5 separate regions of the Mus musculus genome follow, and all the other regions are linked to region 1. A link is a contact called in public Hi-C, HiChIP or PLAC-seq and promoter capture Hi-C data. All regions are on one chromosome and are shown on one strand. Each heading gives the region's core, a stretch centred on a gene start, on an enhancer-like site or on the middle of the called end of the contact. The rest is flanking DNA. Distances are from core to core; before and after follow the strand shown.

The links. Promoter capture Hi-C pulls out the DNA fragments that hold promoters and counts their contacts. Hi-C and Micro-C count contacts between places; a contact is called where the count stands out from the background. HiChIP or PLAC-seq counts read pairs in DNA pulled down with a chosen protein or histone mark.
Region 2: a contact with region 1 is called in a Hi-C map of muscle stem cells, with 5 times the contacts expected there. The contact joins the promoter of Mbtps1 here to the promoter of Fbxo31 in region 1. A contact is called at or near these places in 2 of 484 Hi-C or Micro-C datasets (CD4 T cells and muscle stem cells) and 1 of 9 other capture datasets (liver).
Region 3: a promoter capture Hi-C map of embryonic stem cells shows a contact between it and region 1, with 4 times the contacts expected there. The contact joins the promoter of Ccsap here to the promoter of Fbxo31 in region 1. A contact is called at or near these places in 1 of 39 promoter capture datasets (embryonic stem cells) and 1 of 484 Hi-C or Micro-C datasets (regulatory T cells).
Region 4: a contact with region 1 is called in a promoter capture Hi-C map of embryonic stem cells, with 4 times the contacts expected there. The contact joins the promoter of Rab4a here to the promoter of Fbxo31 in region 1.
Region 5: a contact with region 1 is called in an H3K27ac HiChIP or PLAC-seq map of thymic regulatory T cells, with 12 times the contacts expected there. The contact joins the promoter of Nup133 here to the promoter of Fbxo31 in region 1. A contact is called at or near these places in 1 of 39 promoter capture datasets (pre-B cells), 1 of 484 Hi-C or Micro-C datasets (CD8 T cells), 1 of 115 datasets of contacts at active chromatin or transcription factors (thymic regulatory T cells) and 1 of 9 other capture datasets (liver).

The regions. Positions count from the first base shown.
Region 1 is chr8:121,577,398-121,580,097 of GRCm38.p6, reverse strand. Fbxo31 (F-box protein 31) reads left to right here and starts at 1,292. Exons shown (of 9, transcript NM_133765.4): 1 at 1,292-1,640. The coding sequence starts at 1,343. It overlaps n-TMcat17 (a tRNA gene), which reads left to right and starts at 797; the gene lies at 797-869.
Region 2 is chr8:119,557,422-119,560,121 of GRCm38.p6, reverse strand. It overlaps Mbtps1 (membrane-bound transcription factor peptidase, site 1), which reads left to right and starts at 1,361. Exons shown (of 23, transcript NM_001167910.1): 1 at 1,361-1,476.
Region 3 is chr8:123,858,097-123,860,796 of GRCm38.p6, reverse strand. It overlaps Ccsap (centriole, cilia and spindle associated protein), which reads left to right and starts at 1,329. Exons shown (of 3, transcript NM_001379289.1): 1 at 1,329-1,702. The coding sequence starts at 1,387. Gm9901 (a long non-coding RNA gene) reads right to left here and starts at 1,342. Exons shown (of 2, transcript XR_388182.4): 1 at 1,163-1,342; 2 at 299-927.
Region 4 is chr8:123,804,698-123,807,397 of GRCm38.p6, reverse strand. It overlaps Rab4a (RAB4A, member RAS oncogene family), which reads right to left and starts at 1,402. Exons shown (of 8, transcript NM_009003.3): 1 at 1,232-1,402. The coding sequence starts at 1,262.
Region 5 is chr8:123,947,967-123,950,666 of GRCm38.p6, reverse strand. Nup133 (nucleoporin 133) reads left to right here and starts at 1,402. Exons shown (of 26, transcript NM_172288.2): 1 at 1,402-1,669. The coding sequence starts at 1,491.

The DNA.
Region 1 (2,700 bases), core at 43-2,542:
ACAAAGAGCTTACCCTCCCCCGTGGGCATTAACACACGGGGACAAGAGGCAGCGTGTGCTCAGCTACACTTTTACACGATGTTAATATTATCAGGTAATTTAAGTCTTTTTTGTTTTGTTTTGTTTTGTTTTTTACATGAAATCTTGCCGCATAGCTCAGGTTGTCCTGAAAAGTCCCCACCCTCCTGACTCATCTCCCTAAGGTCTAGGATTACAGGCCACCAAGTGGAGCCTTTGCTTAATGCTATTGTTAATCAATCAACGAATGCATTAGGTAATATCTGTTTGCTTGTTGGGATAATTTACTGAGCGGACTGCTAGGAGGCACAGGGTCTCACGTAGCCCAGGCTGGCCGTAAAGTCACTAAGTAGCCAAGAGTGACCTTGTAATTCTGATCCTCCTGCCTTGATCCCCTAGCCCCAAGTTGGGATGAGAGACCGCCACGCAAACGGTTAATTTTAATAATAAAAAATAGGCGATATTGTTATATAGGGTCATTAAGGGCAGAGCTGCGGAGGATACCCCAGACTACTCTTTTCCTGAGAGGGAAGTTTCTAGACGCCTTGTGCTGCGCGGGGCAATGTGAGCTGGAGAGCAGGTTTGGGGACACCAGGAACTCCCACCTCACTGAGCACCAGACCTTTCCTTTTGCAACCAAGGTAATCTTGGCAAGTTAGTTTAGATGTAGTGTTGCTAGGCGACGGTAGCTTTGGTTTATGGTTTCCCTTGCCAGATTTTGTTCATGGCGAGGCCACCACCTGTGCAAAGGCCCTGGCAGCGAGCTTGCTGCTAAGGAGCCTCGTTAGCGCAGTAGGTAGCGCGTCAGTCTCATAATCTGAAGGTCGTGAGTTCGATCCTCACACGGGGCATCCTGCATTGTTTTCTTGCTTAAGGTAAAACCCCTTCGTTCTACCCTGTAAACGGGGTCAGAGGTGGGACTTGTGGGAGGGGTGTGGTCATGCTAGGAGCGGGGCTTTCCGGAGCTGAACCCGGCGACCCTCTTTTAGTGAGCAGCTGGGCGTCCTAAGTTTCTAGCCAAACGTTTTGGGGGCGGAGCCTGGAAATAGGGTGTGGCTCCATACAAGGGCGTGGACCTAACACGTAGGGCGGGGCCTACTGCTCAAGGGGCGGGGCGAAGCGTCTGGGTGGGGCTTGGAAGGGTGGGAGCGTCTAGGGGCGGGGCGAGTCTTCATGGGGGCGTGTGAGGGGTTGGGGTCGGAGGGCGTGGTCACGCTTGGGGTGGAGCTTGAGGAGCCTGCAAGCGGGACTACGGCTGCCTGGCCGCCTGCGCAGAGCGCTGTGCGTGCGCGTCCGCGTGCGCGCCTCCGCGGTGGTGACGGGCATGGCGGTGTGTGCTCGGCTCTGCGGCGTGGGCCCCGCGCGTGGGTGCCGCCGCCGCCAGCAGCGCCGCGGCCCGGCCGAGACTGCGGCGGCGGACAGTGAGGCGGACACGGACCCCGAGGAGGAGCGCATCGAGGCGGGGCCGGCGCGTTGCTCTCTGCTGGAGCTCCCGCCTGAGCTGCTCGTGGAGATCTTCGCGTCGCTGCCCGGCACCGACCTGCCCAGCCTGGCTCAGGTCTGCAGCAGGTTCCGCCGAATCTTGCACACGGACACCATCTGGAGACGGCGCTGCCGCGAGGGTGAGCGGGTGCATCCCCTAGTACGGACACTTGGCCGAGGCAGGAGCATGGTGTGGAGTTCCAAACCAGGCCTGCTGCAGAGTGAGAAAACCAGACAGCTAGCAGGCCAGGGCTGCAGAGTGAGATCCTGTTTTTAAAAATGTCAGACCCCGTCCCCCTAAACCAAACCTACAGCCCACCCTCCCGGTGCAGGAATAATGAGGACGCAAAGCGGCCACAGTCCCATTTGAAGGCCTTACGTCCGTGTACATACATCACGGTACTCAGCCTGAATGGCTTGTTGGTGTGTGTGTGTGTGTGTGTGTGTGTGTCCTGGAGGCTTGCTGTTCCGTGAAGGGAACATCAGGGATTCCACTGCCTGCATGTCACACAGGCTAGTGCTCTGACTGTGTGTGGGCTTCAGCCTTTTCTGTCTTCTGGCCACAGCACGCCGGAGACTGCTTTGTGCATTTTGTAGAAATGCAGGGGATTTACATCTATCTTGTGAAAACCTCTGGGGTGGTTCATCTTCGTGAGCCTGCACTTCTCCAAGTGGGATTGTGGGATGGCAGGCTGTGTGAGGAAGCGGTTTCCCCAGGTCCTCCCTGCTGCAGGGTTCTTGTGTAATTTCACGGTTGACATCAGGGTTCTGGCTTGTCTCCCCTTACCTTCGCACTGTGGGAAGTTGGGGTAATCTTACCCCACGTCTGAGTGGGATTGTGACTTGGGTAGGGGCTTTTATAATAAGTATGCAAAGCCTTCAGTCCTGAACATGACTGGTATGTCTGTTGGCCCAATGTAACGTCCTGTTTGTCTTTTGTCTTGTTTTCTTGTATAAGATCCTCAGTAGTAACCTTTAGTCGCACAGGATGGGTGATGTTTGTTTTCAGCTTCTGTCTGAGCACTGTTCTTTCTTTTTTACAAATTACTCTGTTACTCTGTTTATTGTTATTGTGTGTGTGTGTGAGAGAGAGAGAGAGAGAGAGAGAGAGAGAGAGAGGGGCATGCATGTCTTTGGAGGTTAGAGGACATCTGTTTCTTCTCTGGCAGTGGTCCTCAACCTTCCTATTGCCACAACCCT
Region 2 (2,700 bases), core at 112-2,611, 2.0 Mb after region 1:
AGTGGTGATCTTAACAGAAACCCAGAAAACCAAAACTTTAATTACATTTGTGGTAAAGCCATCTCTTTCCTACAGTCTGGTTAGTCCACTACTCAGCTCTGAGCACTCCTTTAGCTAAAGTCTACTGTATGCAGGCTTAATGGGTCCTTTATGACATCAACTTATTGCTCCCAGCTTCTCCTGAGCCAGCAAGGGTCTTCTAATTACTGGGCTTCAGGCATCTGAAGGACAGAAGACCTTGGGGAGAGTGTGGCGAATCAGCAGGGAGACATCAGGCCAAGAGCAAGATTCAAGTCTCAGGGCAGAGAGTGGGCAGGCAATGGGGTTGCCACAGCGAGTTTCCGGAATGATGGGTTATCCATAGGATTCTGGAACCTGGGAATAAATGCGGTCTATCCTTTTCAATGTGTGGGGCTACTGTCTCAGAACCGCCCTTTTAAAATCTCGTTTGTATGTCTGTGTAGGATTATGTATAGGCGTGCAGGTGCCCTCAGAGGCCAAAAACCTGATCCCTCCGAAGCTGAAGTTACAGTGAGCAGGTTCTGGGATGGAAACTTGGCTCCTATACAAGAGTACTGTCCCCTCTTACATGCACTCTTCTGACTGAACACCTGAGGGAAAACACAAGAGTGCTGCACAAGGTCCCCTCCATACCCTGACCTAAATCCTGGGTCCGGATCCCCTTTTCTTGAGTTTGCTCGGCTGGAGGTCCCAATGCAAAACCCAGTTTCCATACCAGGTTTGGCAGCCAAGGTGAGCTTATGAGCCTAGGACTCAGGGTTTGTCTCCTCCATCCTGTTTGCTTCAGTCACAGTCCCCGAGCACACTTAGGTTGTGCCAGGGCCAAGAGTGATCGATCCAGCTCAGTACTAAGGCTGAGAATGGGCCCGTTCTACAGGTGGCTAAATTGCTCAAGTGCGTTTTACCAGACGAAATTCACCTTGATCCTGTTTGTTCCAAATGGTAAATAGTTGGTGTTACAAACGTCCTGTTTCTCAAGATGCTGATGCACCCTCCTGGCAGCAGTAATAAACTGGGGCCATGGGAGTAGTTCAGGAGAACACATAGATTGGATAGGCGCCGTCCCACTTCAGCCGCGCAAAGGTGCTCGCACCCTTCCTGAGTTTCCAGGCCAGGAAACCTGGAGAAACCTAAACCACCAGGGTTCCCTATATATACCCAGAGAGGGCGATTTGGCCTCGCCCTCGGCTCCGCCCCTTCCCGACCCCTCCCCCAAGACCGCAAATGTCGCGAGAGCTCCGCACAGCCTCTCGCCTCGGTGCCGGGCCGTCAGGAGCGCGCACGCAGGTCGCGGGCGCGCAGAGCACGCCGGGCCGTCGTAACCCCCCCACGCCCCAGCGGCGTGGTCTCGCGAGACTTGCGAGTAAACATCCCCCGAATGGAGACCCGAGGCGTGTTCGCGGCGGAGCCGCCGTTCTCCCGGGTCCGCCGACCCCGAGCCTGAGGCGGACGCAGGTACGTTTGCCGGCGGCGGCCGAGAGCCGGACGCGCCCTAGGCTCAGCCGTCCGCTGCCCGCGCGGGGGCCGCCGGCTACCGCAGCTGCTTCCCCAGAAATTGGCCCGGAGCGGCGGCGGCGGCTGCGGCGGCCTGGCCTGCGCCTGCGCGCCGCGGTGCGCAAGCGCCGTTCGCCTCCGCAGGGCCCTGCGGTCGCGAGCCCCGGGGAACCGAGCTGCAGCTCAGTGCACATCGCGGCTCGGACTCGCATTTGCTGTAGGTGTTTTTGAGTGGCGCTTTGAAGGGACGGGAGGAGCACTTGAAGATTTCATTCTGGGATCAGCCTCGCTAGCAACCCCTAGGTTTGGAGGCGAATGAAAAAGCCGGACAGAGAAAAGCATAAAAATCTGCAAAACTAGTCGGGGGGGGAAAAAGTTAATATTTAAGACAAGGTCTGAGTAGCTCAAGCTGGCTTTGAACTCCTGATCCTCACGTCTCTGCCTGGCGCTGGGATTAAAGACGTACAGCGCCACACCACTTACCGTTATTTTTTAAACGCAAGACCGTGATTTCTATAAAGTGTCCTATGTATCACAGGGTCACTTGTATTAAGTGGTCCCGCCCTGTGACTTTGTGTCATCTTGCGGAGCAGTTCAGTCGGCACCACAGCCCGCTTTGAGAACCACTCCCCAGACTCCCGGTACCCTGCTGTGGTTAGAACCGATTTTTAGTCTGCTATTTTAGTCACCGATGGACCTGTCTCCTTAGGTTTGCTTTTTGGGAATAGTGGGTCAAGAGTCGCATGTGGCCTTTGGTGTCTTGTTTCCAGAATTCATCTATGTTGTTGCATAAACCAGTACCTTTTTTTATGGTTGTAGCGTAAGTCAGTATTTCATCTTTTACGGCTGAATGATAGTCCGTTGTTTAATAGCCCACAGTTACCCCTATTCATGTGGAATACCTTTTGCCAAGGTCTTATCTTGCAGTATGTGACACATTTGGCCACAGAGCTAATTTTTTGTGGACTTTTTGGTTTTTGTTTTTGTTTTGAGTGTAAGGGTGAAGTGGCTACTGGAACCTGCACTTTTGCTCATTAGGACTCTCCTGCAGTCTCTAAACACCCCTTATAACCAACAATTTGCTGTTACTATCTAAAAAGTGATGCGGTGTTGGCAGGCCTCCCCCTCGCCCCTCGGGAATGAAGGAGCATGTTTTCTGGTCAGATCTTGTTCATTCTTGGTGCT
Region 3 (2,700 bases), core at 80-2,579, 2.3 Mb before region 1:
ATCCCAAAGTGATCTGCTTCCTGGAAACATCCCGCTGGGACCTACTTTTTTTTCTTCCTTCCTTCCTTCCTTCCTTCCTTCCTTCCTTCCTCCTTCCTTCCTTCTTTTTCTTTCTTTCTTTTTTTTTTTAGTGTGATCCTTCCTGGATGCCTGTCCTTTCAAATCTTTCTGCAGCGATTGCATCAATGCTTCCTTTTACAAAAGCCATCTGTAGAGCAGGATTGCAACAGTAACAACCCTGCGACCCTGTCCATTAGAGCCCAAGCCAAACATTTGCACCAGGTCCTTGAGCAGGCCCTAGGCTTTATTTTATTTTATTTATTTATTTTTACAAAAGTTGGCCTCTAGTAAGTTATAAAAGGCAAGGGCAGGTGAGGCGGCTCATACCTGCTAATTCCAGCACTTGTGAGGTTGGCGGAGAAGGATCAGGAGTTCAAGACCAGCTTGGGCTCTGGAATGAGTTCTAGACCAGCCTTGGTAACATGAGATTTGTCTCAAAAAGGGGGCAGAGGAGGGAAATGTATTAAAATAGCAACATCAACAACATCATTAACAACAACAATAAAAAAATCACTAAGGCCTGAGAACCCGGGCGTTGTGAAAAGAGGAAGGAATCGGGACACAGGATTTGGTCCTCGGCTAGGTGTTGGTTGCTCAGGTTGCATCTAGAGCTGAAGCCTCCTCGCGAGGCCCCCAGTAGCGAGTGGGCGAACGAGCTGGGGGTTCACAGCAGCGCCCCAGGCGCGGGCGCAGGAGCGGGCGGGGGCCCGGCGGGCGCGCGGGGAGGTGCAGGCTTCAGGCTAGGGCGGCGCCTTCGTCTCCGGCTGCTGTAGGACCGCGGAGCCACCGCTCCATCGGCGACATCTTGGTGGAGGACGCGCAAGGAGAAACGCTGTTCGCGCTATAGCTGCTGCGCCACGATCTCAGCTGACCTCCGGAGAGCGGAGGATAGAACAGGCAGGAGGTAAGGACGCTGCTCCTAGAGTCCCCGACTCCTCGCCCAGGAGGGTGTCTGGGGACCTAAGATCCCCTGTCCCGTCACCTTGAGTCCGGTGGTCTCCACCTCTACCGAGTGGAGCAGACCCCTGGTGACCACCTATCATTCCATCTAGATAGGTCGCGTCGCCTGGAATCCCTCCTGAAACCCCGCCCCCGCTATTACCTGAACTAGGGGCCTTCCCAGCCCGGAACTCCGCCCCCGCTAGGAACGCCCTCTCCCAGAAACACCCGTCACAGACCCGCCCCCTCTCCGCCCCTCCTTGCCCCAGCCTCCGCCCTCCAGTCCGGGCGGGGCTCCGGGTTTGAACCGCGCGGCGGGCCGCGCCTCTGAGTCCGTCGCACCCGTAGGCGGCAGCGCGGAGCAGGCAGTCGGCGGCGCGCGGCACCATGTCCCCGGGCAGCGGGGTGAAGAGCGAGTATATGAAGCGCTATCGGGAGCCGCGCTGGGACGAATACGCGCCGTGCTACCGCGAGCTGCTGCGCTACCGCCTGGGCCGCCGGCTGCTGGAGCAAGCGCACGCGCCCTGGCTCTGGGACGCCTGGGGCCCGGACAGCCCCTCGGACAGCTCGGCTTCACCCAGTCCGGCCCCCAGGGGCGCGTTAGGGGAGCCCTCGGCGCCCTCCGCGCGGGAGGAGGAGCAGCCGGTGGGGGAGCGCGGCGCGGAGCTGCGGGACGCGGAGGAGCAGGACACAGTGTTACCAGGTACGGGCACAGCGCGTTGCTCCGTTCTCAGCGCTTCCTGTTTTGGTTTAATTGGGGTTGACAGAATCCGCTTGCTGAACTAAGCGGGGAAGGTGCGGGCCGCATTTCCACCTTCCCACCCCAGGTTTCCCTAATTTGGTGACTCTTGGCGGAGCCCTTTATGACCTCCAACTCATATGACCCTGGTTGGGGTCCTTGGTCGCAGGCAGTGGCCCGCTCAGTGAGCCCTCGATCCACCAGATGGCGGATCTGTTTGTTTCTGCGCATCCTGTTTGGCGAGAGGAGCTTTTCATTCCAAAGATGACCGACTGAAGTTAAGAACGCCCGAGCTGTCATAATGGGGTCATGGTTGTCAGTGTGAACGCCTTGAAGGCCTGGTCTCGCTGTCTCTGAAGAATGGTATGCGTTTGTTTGTGGACGAACCCCTCTTTGTATACGCTGTGAGCCACTTTCCCGCCGTTGCGGAGTGGGGCTGTCAGCAGAGAGCCCTGGGGTTTGCCTGGACTCAGGGCAGTACTTCAGTACAACTGTAGATCACTATGGTTGCCAGCCACCTCTCTGAACTCTTCTGAGAGTCCAGTGGTGAAAAAGTTATTTCTCAGTGACTGGTCTAGGAATATGTATTTTCTCATTCGACCTTCAAAGTCATATGATGGGCCCTTTGTTTTTAATCTCAGTTTTGTAAACAAAGCCATGGGAGCTTGGGATCCATGGTCGGAGTCTGAAAGGGTCGGATTTCCCTGCTCTTGGTTACTATGTTTGCCTATTCTCAGTTCTTGCATGGCTGGGCCGCCTTGTGTCATCTGGTCGCTTATGACGACCATTCTGATGCTTCAGTGATGTGGTTAGAAATTAGGGAAAGTGGCAGAAGGTGGTGGGGGCGGTGAGCATGTCTCCCAGGTATTAATATGAAAACTGAGCCCTTGCTAACTGTGAGGTTTTTTTTTATTGGGACGAGCAAACCTGCTTTTCCTTTCCCACTGTGGTTTGAAGAGGTT
Region 4 (2,700 bases), core at 153-2,652, 2.2 Mb before region 1:
TGCCTGGTTTTTAATTGTTTATCCATTAAGGTCACAGCTGAATTTAAAAATCCACTCCTCGTTGGACCGCAAACTCTTGGGGAAGTTTCCATGGCACTCGTACACCGAGTAGAGCCTTCCAGGCCAGACCCTGGCCCCACCCTGTGGCAGGAAGGAAGCAGGGGCACAAACTGCAGATAACCTGACAGATCGTCATGCTTTTCCGTGCGAGTCCCTCCTTCGGACGACGAGCACAGACCACGTCAAAGTTTCAAGTCTCGTGAGGGACTGGCAGGCACAGGCCAACCATACATAGTAGTGGTTGTTTATTCTTGCCTCGACTGGGGGAGGGGGAGCACCCAGCACGTGCATTGAGAATGGCTGGGTGCTGCAGGAGAAAAAAAGATGAAAAAATCATGTCTCCATATCCAAGGCCTGTGGTCATCAGAGGACCATATATTTGTATTTATAAAGGTAATATAATGCAACCATATCTGGAGGGGAGGACGGGAGGAGAGAGGGAGGGAGGGAAAATACACGAGGCCAGGGGTCTACAGAAAAGAGACAGCATTCATCCACTTAAAACTCATTATAATCTCAATGCAAAGAAAGGAATTCCAACACCCCCACCCCACCCTCCCGAGGCCCACAACCCTGCCCCTAGAGACACAAAACGCAGGCGTGGCCCTGAGCCTTCATCCCTGCGGTTGGTGCTGCAGGGAGGAGGACAAGAATCGACGACAAATTGGCTCCTGCAACCCTGAGAGATTTAAACAATCCAAGGAGGAAAATGTAGAGTGAAACCAGGGTCAAAGCGGGAGGGAACTTGGTAGAATCACAGCAGGGGGCACCTGCTGGCCAGAGAGTCCAGACCAGCGCCTGATACCCCTAGAGCCTCAAGATTCCAGCCTAGCCTGAAACACCCAGACATTCTCAAGTTCCAGCTCGACCTTGACACCCCAAGAATATCAGGATCCCTCCCAGCCGCTGACACTTTAGGATTCTCAGTGTCTCCACCTGGCTCCTAACACCCAGATTCTCAGGATCCCAGCTGCTGACATTACTAGGATCCCAAGCCAACCCTAAACCACCCAAGACTCTAAATATCTCTGCCTGGTTCCTGACACCGCGAGGTTTGCAGGATATCTCGATATTCTAGACACCGGCTCTGGAGACCCTGACCCCGGCCCCCAACATTCCGGGACCCCAAGGCCTGCCCCTCTAAACACGTACGCAAACCCGCGCGTCTTACCGTAAGTCTCGGACATGGCGGTCTGCGCCATTCTGCCGCCACAGCTCCGCGGGGTCCGTCCTCCAGTCTCCGCAGAGCGAGAGGAACCGAGCGTGGAGAGCCGGGAACGGGCCCACGGCGAGCCGGCCACCGGCTGCGGCCCAGCGGGACTCGGCTCCGCGTCTGCGCACCGCCGCCCGGCGAAGGAGCCCGGCGGAGCAGGGGGAGGGGCGGGGTCGCAGGAGGAAGGAGGAGCGGGGCTGGGGAAGGGGAGGAGGGAGGGCAAGAGAAATGGTTGGAGGCTCCTAGTTGGAGGAGGAGGTGAAGGCAAAGGAGGATGAAGGAGGGGACCAGGAAGGAGGGAGGGCGGGACTAGGGAGGGGGCGCCTGCGCCCGTAGATCCTCCCAGATGGCTTAGCAGTACAGACTCAGCCTTTCTTAAGAGTGACCTGCCAGGCTAGGGTGGACAGGAGGCCGCCCGAGGGCTTGTTTTGACAGAAAGGGGGTTCACTAGCAGAAAGCCACGCAGGTGTGTTTGGTCACCAGAACTCTCCTGCTCACCACGTTAGTGGGCAGAGCAGTGCTGCTTGGCTCTTACTGCAGGCTAATTTCGAAGGTGTGTTCGGTTAATGAAGCAATACAGGTCAGAACCTACCCCTTCCTCCGAGGAAAAGGGTTGGGACATTTATTGAAAGGCAAATTGGGGTCGGGAGTTTGACCCACCTGAGCAAACCGGGGCCTAAGTAAGATCCTGCCTTCTTCACAGCAGCAGATGCCTGGGCTGTGGGAAGCCTACCGTGTACCTTTAACCTCCGCTGTCAGGCTCTACCACGGGTCAGACATTCTCTCCTGCCTCCGTGCTGCCTGTCCTAATATTTCATTATTGTGCTTTATGACAGAAAATTAAGGAGATGTGGGAAGGGAAAGAAGCCCCCGCCCCCATCCCGTAATCTTGTTGAAGTCTCTTGCTGGCACAGCATGCAAAGTTTGCTGTTGAGATTGTCTACCATCGTGTCGCTTGCCTATAATCCCAGCATTCAGGAGGCATAGGCAGGGTTGTTTCAAGTTGAAGGCCTATCTGGGCTACACAGCAAGGAGGGAAAACAAAGATGATAGAGACACAACTCAAAAAAATATATAAGTAAATATATTTTAAAATAACAGGAGTGACTGCCTGAATAATTCATTTGATATAGAGATATTTCATATACGAATGTGAAAATAGCCCAGCAGTGGTAGTGCAAGTCTTTGATCCCAGCACTGGGGAGGCAGAGGCAGGTGGACCTCTGTGAGTTCGAGGCTAGCCTGATCTAGCCTGTCTCCAAAAAAAAAAAACAAAAGGAAAAAAAAAAAAGAAAGAATGTTAAAATAGGAAGGAACTGCGCTGAAGGCCTGAGAGTGTGCGACCTTTGAGCTCAGCTTTCTTTCCCAGATGCAAATCTGTAATGTTCTGAGTCACCCACAAACACGATTACATTCAAAGCACATGC
Region 5 (2,700 bases), core at 153-2,652, 2.4 Mb before region 1:
AAGAATTAAAGGCTCCATTACGCATGCGCACGTTTCTCCTGGACTGTGGACTGGAAAGCTGCTTTCTCTCATCCTTAGGGCAGAGATGACTCCTCCCTTCCATGTTCTCTCTCCCCCTACCCCCTCCCACTGTATTTACTTCTGATATGCCTAACAACCTTGTGTCCATAATGGTCTCTCAGGTAATTGGGTTTGTTTGTTGGCATTTGAGACAGTGTCTCATGTAGCCCAGGGTGGCTTTGAACAACTTCTGGTCCTACAGAGATTATAGGTGTGTGCAGCCACACCTGGCTCAAGTAGCTACTTCTAAATGCTTTTCTTTTTTTTTCCGAGTTCAATTCCCAGCACCCATGCTAGGTGGCGCACAACCCCCCTGTAACTAACTTCAGAGTCCAATGCCCTCCTTCTGGCTTTCTGAGCTCTTAAAAGATCAAAACTGCCCCAAGGAACTCGATGCCTCTATCAGCAGGAAGTAGTCTACGGATATCGAAGCCCCCTTTTCCTCTAGCCTTCTTTCTCCTACCTAGTGTTGGGGGGTTGAGAGGGAGACAAGTGGTAGAAATAGGAACCCATAAAGTGGTCAAAAGTCTGGCTACAATGTTGTCTAAGTGGGACACAATGAAAAAACCGAAAAGGAAAGGCCACCCGAAGTAACAAGGGACCTCACAAGTTCAGCAAGGGTCCCTGGGCAGTTATCAGCCCTGAATATTTACAAACTCTAGTACAGCCTCGGGCTAATCTCAGTTCACTGTTTAGTAATGTGGGGAGCAGAATGGAAAAGACACCCCCATACACACACTACGGTCTTCCGAAACAGCCGCAGAGGACTAACAGAACTGTGTGCACGCCTGCTATCGGCTTCTACTAGGGTCTGGAACTTCAGGGGCAGCGATGAGAGTGAACATGCCCGGGGACTGGGGGCACTGTCATTTCCGAATCTCCGGCAGTAGGACAGACCCATCAAAATGCAAGCTGTGCCTGGAAAGCAAAAAGCTGCAACCCGCTGCAGAGCCCAGACAATCGAACGAAGAACAAGCCTGAACCGATCTGAATTAGGTTGGGAAAAACTGTGAGCACACCACCGCCGCCCAGAGCGCGACTTCCTCAGCTCCGCCCACGGGCGCCTCCTTCCCCAGCCCACGCTCGCCGCGGAGGGTCAGCTCCAGCCGGAGACCGGCGCTTCTGGCAAGCTCTCGGTCCGGAGCACTGGATCCACCGCGGTGAATCGGGTCGCAGGACTCCAAATCGCCTGCCCCGCCCCTCCCCGGTACTGGATGTGACGTCAACAAAGCGCTCCCAGTTCCGACCTTGCCCCGAGTCTCGGCGCCGATCTTTGACGTCATTGCCATGCGCCTTCCCCTCCCTACTCGCTGAGCGCCCCCTTACGTCATCTCTAGGCGCCTTCCCGCCCCTCAGGTGTTCAAGCTCCGGGCGCGCGAGGTTCTCGCTATTAGCCCGCGAGTGCCGCTTCCTCCACGCTCTCTGCAAACATGTTTCCGAGCGTCTCCTCTCCGCGAACCCCAGGGCCGGGGACCCGACGCGGTCCGCTAGTCGGGATCGGGCCCACGTCCACGCCTAGAGCGAGCAGGAGGGGTCTGTCTCTGGGATCTGCGGTTAACTCGCCCGTGCTGTTCTCGCCCGCAGGCCGGCGCAGCTCGGTGAGCTCACGGTAAGTGGGGGTTCGGGGACCAGCGGGGTCCGCTCCACAGCGGGGAGGTGGAGCCTGGCAGTGGGGTAAGCTGCCGCAGAGTTCGAAAGTACTTCTGGTCATTCTCGCGTTTTATTGTCGCTGCTTAATGGTGGCCCTCGTTTTGCCCGTTCTCTGTTTAACTCTTTATTGGACCCATGGATTCACTCTGTCTCCGCGCTACAGAAAAGAATGAAAGAACCTTTTGAGCACTACGCTTGCAAGGTAGGAACATACTTCAGATTATTGTAAAGATTAAAAAGTCATTTCTTTATTATGTTGACACAGGTCAGTGTCGGGCTGCTGTTTGTTTAAAGTTGTGGTTTGACTCTGTGGCGTTTGACACGAGTAACATTTGGTCTGGTGTAGTCTTTTTGTGATATAGTGTAGGAATGCAGCCTGGAACTCAGTCCTGTCCACTTTGGGACAGCCCATGCTACGTACCCTAGGCTGACTTTGCTCAATCCACTTTTAAGATTCTTCTATTTCAAGCATGCAGTAGCTTGTCTGGCTACCATCATTTTGTTTAACACTTCCAGCTTTAAGTCAGGATCTCAGCATCTCAGGATTCAGTACACCTATCTGAGTCATGGTAAGAGCCTACAAACCTGGCAAAAATGTTTTCTCAGTGCCTAGCAAATGCTTATTACTACATACTGATTGGCAGTTAAAGGACTTGGGCCACAAAATGTGATGGTTGTGACTAGGTTACATAAAAGCACTTTGTGTGTGTGTGTGTGTGTGTGTGTGTGTGTGAGAGAGAGAGAGAGAGAGCGTGCTTCACTAAAGATGCTGGTGTGCTGCCAAGTCCACATGTATAGTAGAATTGTTACCCTCCTCAATGTAATTAACACGAAAATTCAGAATTGGGTTACCTTTTTCTAGAAGAATTTCTTCTGTTCATCTTTCAAAAGTGAATTTCTGGGATGGAAAGATGGCTCTGGGGATAAGAGCACTTGCTTTTCGATATCTATCTATCTATCATACAATCATATATATATATATACACATAT